2 separate regions of the Zea mays genome follow, and region 1 is linked to region 2. Evidence: chromatin contacts called from public Hi-C data. All regions are on one chromosome and are shown on one strand. The core of a region is the stretch at or near the end of the contact, and the rest is flanking DNA. Distances in the headings are between cores, read along the strand shown. Region 1 holds the start of LOC100272699 (Acyl-CoA N-acyltransferase with RING/FYVE/PHD-type zinc finger protein). Region 2 holds the start of LOC100273495 (ATP-dependent RNA helicase SUV3, mitochondrial).

Region 1 (3,527 bases), core at 742-3,241, 280 kb after region 2:
GTCCAGGGCCGTGGATCGCCACGCCTCCACAGAGAGCCCCACTAGGCGGTTCATCTCCCGGTGTTTGGCGCTCAGATCGATGCCAACAGATATAACCAACATAAAGTTCTAAATAATAAACACACATCCAAAGGTGGAGTTGATCACTCAAGAATACATGCACTCAATATATCATTAGCAAACAAAAGTATAAGGTTATCATTGATTGAATGCACCACTCTAGCGAGGAAGCATAGGCTCCAAAGTTTTGCTTCTCTGATGCTACTCATTTCTCTCATCACATCTTTCAATAACACTACATTTTTACGAACCTAAATTTAACATAGTTCTACATATACAATTATATATATATATATATATATATCAATTCTATTAACACTATTAGTTCATGTAATAGTACATCCAAAAAGCGTTATTTATACAACTAACGACTAACATGTGACACCATCATTTATGATTTACCCATTATTGCACATAATACCACAAAAACTTTTTAACTAAAATACATAAGCTAAGTGAGCCGCCTAATATTGTTGAGATAGTTGTTACGAGTAACATACAATATTTGTTGTCTACCTATATACATGTTCCCTATATACATAATTGTTTTTTAGTGAGTTGGTTGAGGACCATTAAGCCATCATGAGACATGCAATGAATAACATAATTCTTCACTCACTCACGCATACATATGTTACGTCACTCATTATGAACCACTAGACACCAAAGTAGACTAGAAATGCAACCCATGTGGCCTACAAGTTATAAAACATGAGCAAAACCAAATAGATTGTTAATCACTAAACCATGAAACAATGATAAAAGTAATGTGCGTAGTTAGCGATGATAAAGAGGGACGATATAATTGTGATTGCTTACTAGTGATATAACCAACATTGCGTCTAGAAAACAATGAAATATCCAAAGGTGCATATTGATCTAGGTGCAATTGATTACTCAAGAATCACACACTTAAAATATCATCTTATACCATTAAGTGAGATATAAGGTTTTTATTGATTTAACACAACGCTCGATCAAGGAAGAAAAGCCTTCCTTCTCCGTCGCTTCTTCGTTCCTCCAGCCACATCTTTCGATAGCGTTGTGCTTTCTCCTCTTACAAACTTAATAATTTTAGCATATATAGCTTCATACATACAACAATTGGAGGAACATCATCAATTCATGTAATAGTAGTACGTCCAAGAGTATTATTTCCTTATGTAATCTTTTCTACAAGTAACCATGTAGACCGCGCTGCAGAAAGCCATTAACTAAAACACATGAGTGAGGTTTTGATCGTTGAGCTAGTTGATATAAGCCGGCTTAGACACAATAACTAAGGAGCTTTGTGAGAGAGACAAGTGATGTCTTACACTAATAATGAAGAGCTAACTACTATATAGATATGCTAAATAGTATAAACTGCAAAGATTCTTGAAGCCAACAGTCGATTGTATTATTAAATCTGCTCTAACGATACCTACCACCTATCTACGCACAAGTGCTATGAAATTAATTCTTGTTGTGGACCTTTAAGCCAAATGTGTGGCGCATAAACATATTCTTATTTTACTCATCCATTCTATTCATGCATACTCTTTTCTCCCTTTTTATTCGTTAGACTATTTTCAACAGTTTCTCTATCCTATCTCTTATTTTATTCTATATTTTAAATTTCTCATGGCAAACATCACGTCCCTCTATTTTACACGAATTGAACTATCGATCAAAACGACTAGCCGTTCCTCGGGAACCCTCAAGCCTCAAATCCAGCTTTGTTTGTCTCCCCGTATCTTTTTCCTCCAAGCTACACGCAGCGCGGGCCGCGGCGACTCAACGAGCAGAGCTGAAAATTGGAGGGGAAATGTCAGTCCACACGAGCAAACCCCAAACATTCAAAAAAAAACCAGTCGTGACTGTCTCTGACCACTCCGTACCCCGCAACCCTCGCCAGGGTAACCAGATCAAACCACACTCGACCCAAACCCGCCCCACGCAGCGCAGGCCGCGTATCCACGGCCGAGGCTGCGGCGCAGACCCCGCGCGTCAGTTACCGCAGGCGCGCGGACGCAGCGCCGGATGATCCAAAAAAACAAAAACAAATAAAAAAACCCGCAGGAAAACGCGAGAGAGCACAGCACAAGGCCGCCGGTCCCTTCTCCCCAAGTTCTTCCCACTACTCGCCGCTTCCTGCTCGGACCGCCGCGGCGACTGGCCGGAGATCCAGCCGCCGGGAGCGCGGAGGTCGGCCGGTAGCTGCCGTTTCCTGCTGGTGAGCGCGGAGGCCGTCCGGGCTCCTGCTGGGGAGGGGTGGATGGATTCCCTTGTTCAAGGAGTTGTTTCCCCCCCTCTCTCTATCTCTTTGTTCTGCGAAGGAATCCGAATCTCCCTCCGCTCCGGCTCGGTTTGGTGCGCCCAGTGGTGCCTTACTGACCTATTCCTCTATTCGGGTGGTTTGATTAGGTGGTTGCTGCTGGAGATCGGCGGACGGAAGCAGTTGGTGCCACAGGGCTTCGTGCTGCCGAATTTCCCAGATATTTTGGGGGTTCGGTTGAACCCCCATGCCCGACGCCACTGTGAGTTGCTTTCTCTCCCAAATTGCCCCAGGAATTATGCTTCTTTTGCTCGCTTGCTTCCTCCCTTCCTTTTTCGGTAGGGTTGCTGGTGCGGAGTCTTTGCTTCAGACTAGTTTTTTTTTTCTTTTTCTGGGAAACGAATTACACGTAGTCACTTTGGCTCATTTTGTTGTCCGTTATATTTGCATTGTCCGGAATTTCTTAATCATGCCGGAGTAGGTTTAAACTAGGGTTTAGTGCAGCCCACGCTGTTTAGATGGCTTACCATTTCGTGAACTCTAGATGAGAGGAATAGTGGAGTTTGATCACCTGATGGGGTTTTTCATCTTATGTAGGGGCTTGAAATGGGCCTTAAAGGCTCTAAGGGAGCTCCAGTACCAGGAATGGAAGGGGGTGTGGCAAAGGCTCCTGCTTCCTTGGAGGAAAACAAGTCCTCTGCTGATGAGGATCTTGGCAGAGGGCCTGCCTTGACTGGGAAGAAAAGGAGGGACTGCAGGGGTTCTGCGGATGAGGACAGAAACGTGACAAAAAGGGTGTTGAGATCCGACGCAATGAAGCTGCGGGCTGAGGCTGAGGCAGCTTGTGTGGTAGCTGTGGAGGTTAGTAAAACTGACAGTTTGGAGAGGAAACGCTGTGAGGCTATTGTGGAGGCTGAGCCTTGTAATAGCAGGCTGCTGATGGAAGTTACTTGCAATGGTGAGGAAGCCAACGAATTGGTTAACTTGGACTCCAGTGACGTCTCGGAAGAGTCAGCTAGGTGTTCTGAGAATAATATGGGAATGCCTAGTGTTCCTGCAACAGATTCTTCTCAAGATAACGGTTTAGGCACGCAAAGTAGCCTTGCAGAATCAGATATTAAGACAATGAAGTCAGATGAGAAGATGTCTACTGCAACTCTTTCAGAGTGCAATGACTCCAGAGCTGGAATGAACAGTTTGAGTGTTGATG
Region 2 (3,543 bases), core at 26-2,525:
TGGATTGTGTTGAATGTATGGTACAAAATGCATGAAATTTATGCACCCAAATTTGAATATGCATGGAAAAGGCTTGAATTTTACACAGGTCAACAGGATACATATTGATTCTTACGTCAGATCAGTCAAATCAAACTTCCCAGAATTATGGTAGGTCCTCCAAAATCTCAAACTAGTAGAATTCACCTTTGAGTGTAGATCGGAATTGGAAAAAAGGCCACTAGTATATACAGCTGTACAGAGCATGGAGCTTTGTTAGACAGAAAAACAATTCAGATATGTAAGAACAATGTCTAATGAATAGAACCACCAGATGCTTTGACACTGGAACAAGGTGAAGTACTAAAGCAAATATTTAAGCACATCAGAATGTCATGCCAGCGTGGTTAAATAGCTGGGCGTGTAATTTTTACTTTCTTTCTCTCTTTTCCTTTATCCTTTTTCATAATGTCTGTAAATAAAATTTTTGCTCTTTAATCTATCCAGTAGAGGAGCCCTCACCCCCTCCTGTTACCATCAAAAAAAAATCAAGCACAATACAAAGAAGTACGAAACAATAGCATAACCATGATGCAACACTGTGCTGTCCATTCCATACATGTCATACATACACCATAATTAGGACCACAATTTCTTGTTCCTAGTATTATAAATTTCTCCAGAGCTATGGTATATTCATCAAAAGAGAAAAGAAAACAACAATCACAACCCAGCAGGAAAAGTATCGCCTTTTCCAACTGCTCATTTATGCAATCAGATATGAAACACAACATAGTTATGCTACTGATAACCTGCGAATAGAGACTATACCACCACTGTTCGGTAATGTCTGCAGTAGGCGCGCTTGGTTTTGGCATTCTACCGAACACATGGCACCCGACCCCAACCAAAAGAACAAACAAACCAACCAGCTATCATACGCAACGCCCAAGGATCCAACCGCTCAAGGCAGTACGAACCATTTCGGCATGAGACCGCGTGGGGCGACGAGAGCGCCCTCTGCCGCAACAGGACGGCAACCGCCATTATATCTGATCTTCCTTTTCCCCTATCTCTATGTCACTCACTTCCCTCCGCGACGCAGCACGGTTCAGACTCGACGACAGCGAGGCGCCCGGGCAAACGACAGGGTTCGGCCGTTCGGGGAGACGGAAACAGCCGAACAATGCGCCTGTGGGGTAGGTGTGGAGGACGCAGCGGCCGATACTTTCGCCGGAAAGCGAGGCAGCGGAGGAAGCGGAGAAGAAACTATGCGTGGCCCCCAAGCCCGGAATATTCCTTACGAACCATCGGACCCAAAGGGCCATGTTTTGGGCTTGGGCCAAAGGCCCATGTACGGGCCCACGCTATCTAGCACGAGTCCAAGTCCACTTGCAGGCCCGGACGCCGCCTCCGCTCTCGTCTTCCTCTTTCTTCTAGTTTCGTCTAGTCTTCAAGGAAGACCGGAACCGAGGCGCCCTGGCCGAGAACTGGAGCCACCGGACGCACGGCTGCTGCCGAAATCCACGGGAGAATGTTTGGAATCCTTCAACTCGGCAGCTAACGCAGTTTATTTCTTCTTTGCTGTTTGCCTGACACGAGGGGTCGCTTTGCTGTTGTTGCCGGGTGTGTGCAGGACGATGGTCGAGGCCGAGGCTGGTAGGGCGGCGATCCGGCGCGCCCTGCGGTCGCTGAAACGGAGGCATCTCGCCGAGGAAGGGGCGCACAGCCCGGCCATCGAGGCGCTAACCCGTCCCTTCGCCGCCCACGTGAGGCCAATCTCTTATTCTCCTCTCCCTACTTTTCCCAATCTTGCACTTTACTCCTCCCCTGTTTGATCGTACTTTGAAGTCTGCAAACGAATGTGTGTCACTGATCATATTACTTAGCCTACTGATTTCAACTGTTTGTATCGCCAGGATATCCCGAATTTTTTTCGAGAATTTTGGACGGTAATTTGGGTGTTTAGTGAAGGAGAGGTTGTTTTGTTAACTCCTTGTAGGCTTTGGAGTGGAAGGAGAAGGCTGAGAAGCATGAGTTAGAGCTGCAGCAATGCTACAAGGCGCAATCCCGGCTCTCTGAGCAGCTTGTGACTGAGATAGAAGAAGGTAAAGTATCAAAAGCACTGCTCAAAGAGAAGGAAGCGATGGTTACAAGTTTGCAGGCTGAACTTGAGAAGACAAGGTATTAAATGTGATTTATTTTTGCTAATCTTGGTCACAGTTGTGGACAACATGGTACTTAGCACTTGTGCAAAACTTCTTCAGCGAAGAGAATGTACAACTAAAGCAGTCGCTTGACGAAAAAATAAAAGCCTTAGATCTTCTCATTCAAGAGCATCAGACAGTGAAATCCGAGCTTGAACAAGCATTGACGAAACTAAAAGCTGCAGAGGATGAGAACCAAAATCTGGTTGATCGATGGATGCTAGAGAAGATGAAGGATGCCGAGAGGCTCAATGAGGTACCTTATTTTCCTTCTATTGCTAAAAATGCAGGTTTGCAATATGTGATATCTGAAATAAGGGACTTTCCAAGCATTATGCTTGTGGCTTGCCTACTGAGCCTGGTAGACAAATTAACTTTACCTATTGCCAATGTATATTCCTTTATCATAATTCATAATTGCAATTATACTCTAATAACCAATGGAGAATTTTAGATACATCAAAACATGGATGCTTATCATACCATAATGATACAAACAACAGTACGGGCTCTTTTGAAACAAAGGAAAATTTCCTGAATCCTGCGTTTTTCCTGTGTTTTTGAACTAATTCCTGTGAAATTCCTATATCATTCATATAAAATTCCTGCGTTCCAAAGGAGAATATTTCTCTTGGTAGAATTTTGTTAATTTAATTCTATAATTTGCGTTGATTGCCGAAGTGTATCCTTGTAAGTGACCTTCTTACACCAGCCTTGAAATATCTGCCCCATATTTAAGCTAAAAACTGTACCCATATAACACTTGCATGTATAAGTTAGTGCTTTAATGGTTGTAAAATAATTGTCTAGGCCAATGCGATGTATGAGGAGATGGTTCTAAAGCTAAAGACAGCTGGAGTTGGTGGTATACAACTTAATGCACAGCAAGAAACTGATGGCATCATACGGCGTTCTGAAGCTGGTTACATAGAAACGCCAATCCCATCAACATGCACAATAACTATCCGTGCTCATGATGGTGGGTGTGGAGCTTTGATGTTTGAGCATAACTCAGACAAGCTAATTAGTGGGGGTCAGGATCAAACTGTTAAGATATGGGGTGCATCTACTGGCGCTTTGACCGCCACCCTACATGGTTGCTTGGGGTCTGTTAATGATCTTGCCGTGACCAACGATAACAAGTTTGTGATCGCTGCCTGTAGCTCCAACAAGCTGTTTGTGTGGGAAGTCAGTGGGGGACGTCCTCGCCACACGCTGACTGGTCACACGAAAAATGTTTCTTCTGTTGATGCAAGCTGGGTGAAGAGCTTTGTTGTTGCTAGTTCATCCAGTGACCGTACTATCAAGGTTTGGGATCTACAGACAGGTTTCTGCAAGAGCACCATAATGTCCGCGA

What was found. A called contact is a pair of places that touch in the nucleus more often than the background predicts.
Region 1: a contact with region 2 is called in a Hi-C map of leaf, with 7 times the contacts expected there. The contact joins the promoter of LOC100272699 here to the promoter of LOC100273495 in region 2. A contact is called at or near these places in 4 of 25 Hi-C or Micro-C datasets (bundle sheath, ear, leaf and 1 more).

Annotation. Positions count from the first base shown.
Region 1 is chr1:282,629,259-282,632,785 of Zm-B73-REFERENCE-NAM-5.0, forward strand. It overlaps LOC100272699 (Acyl-CoA N-acyltransferase with RING/FYVE/PHD-type zinc finger protein), which reads left to right and starts at 1,992. Exons shown (of 11, transcript NM_001360101.1): 1 at 1,992-2,275; 2 at 2,467-2,579; 3 at 2,915-3,527. The coding sequence starts at 2,565.
Region 2 is chr1:282,345,526-282,349,068 of Zm-B73-REFERENCE-NAM-5.0, forward strand. It overlaps LOC100273495 (ATP-dependent RNA helicase SUV3, mitochondrial), which reads right to left and starts at 1,276. Exons shown (of 17, transcript XM_008667183.4): 1 at 960-1,276; 2 at 116-233. The coding sequence starts at 1,026. LOC100282904 reads left to right here and starts at 1,419. Exons shown (of 4, transcript NM_001371887.1): 1 at 1,419-1,748; 2 at 1,982-2,163; 3 at 2,247-2,442; 4 at 2,997-3,543. The coding sequence starts at 1,620.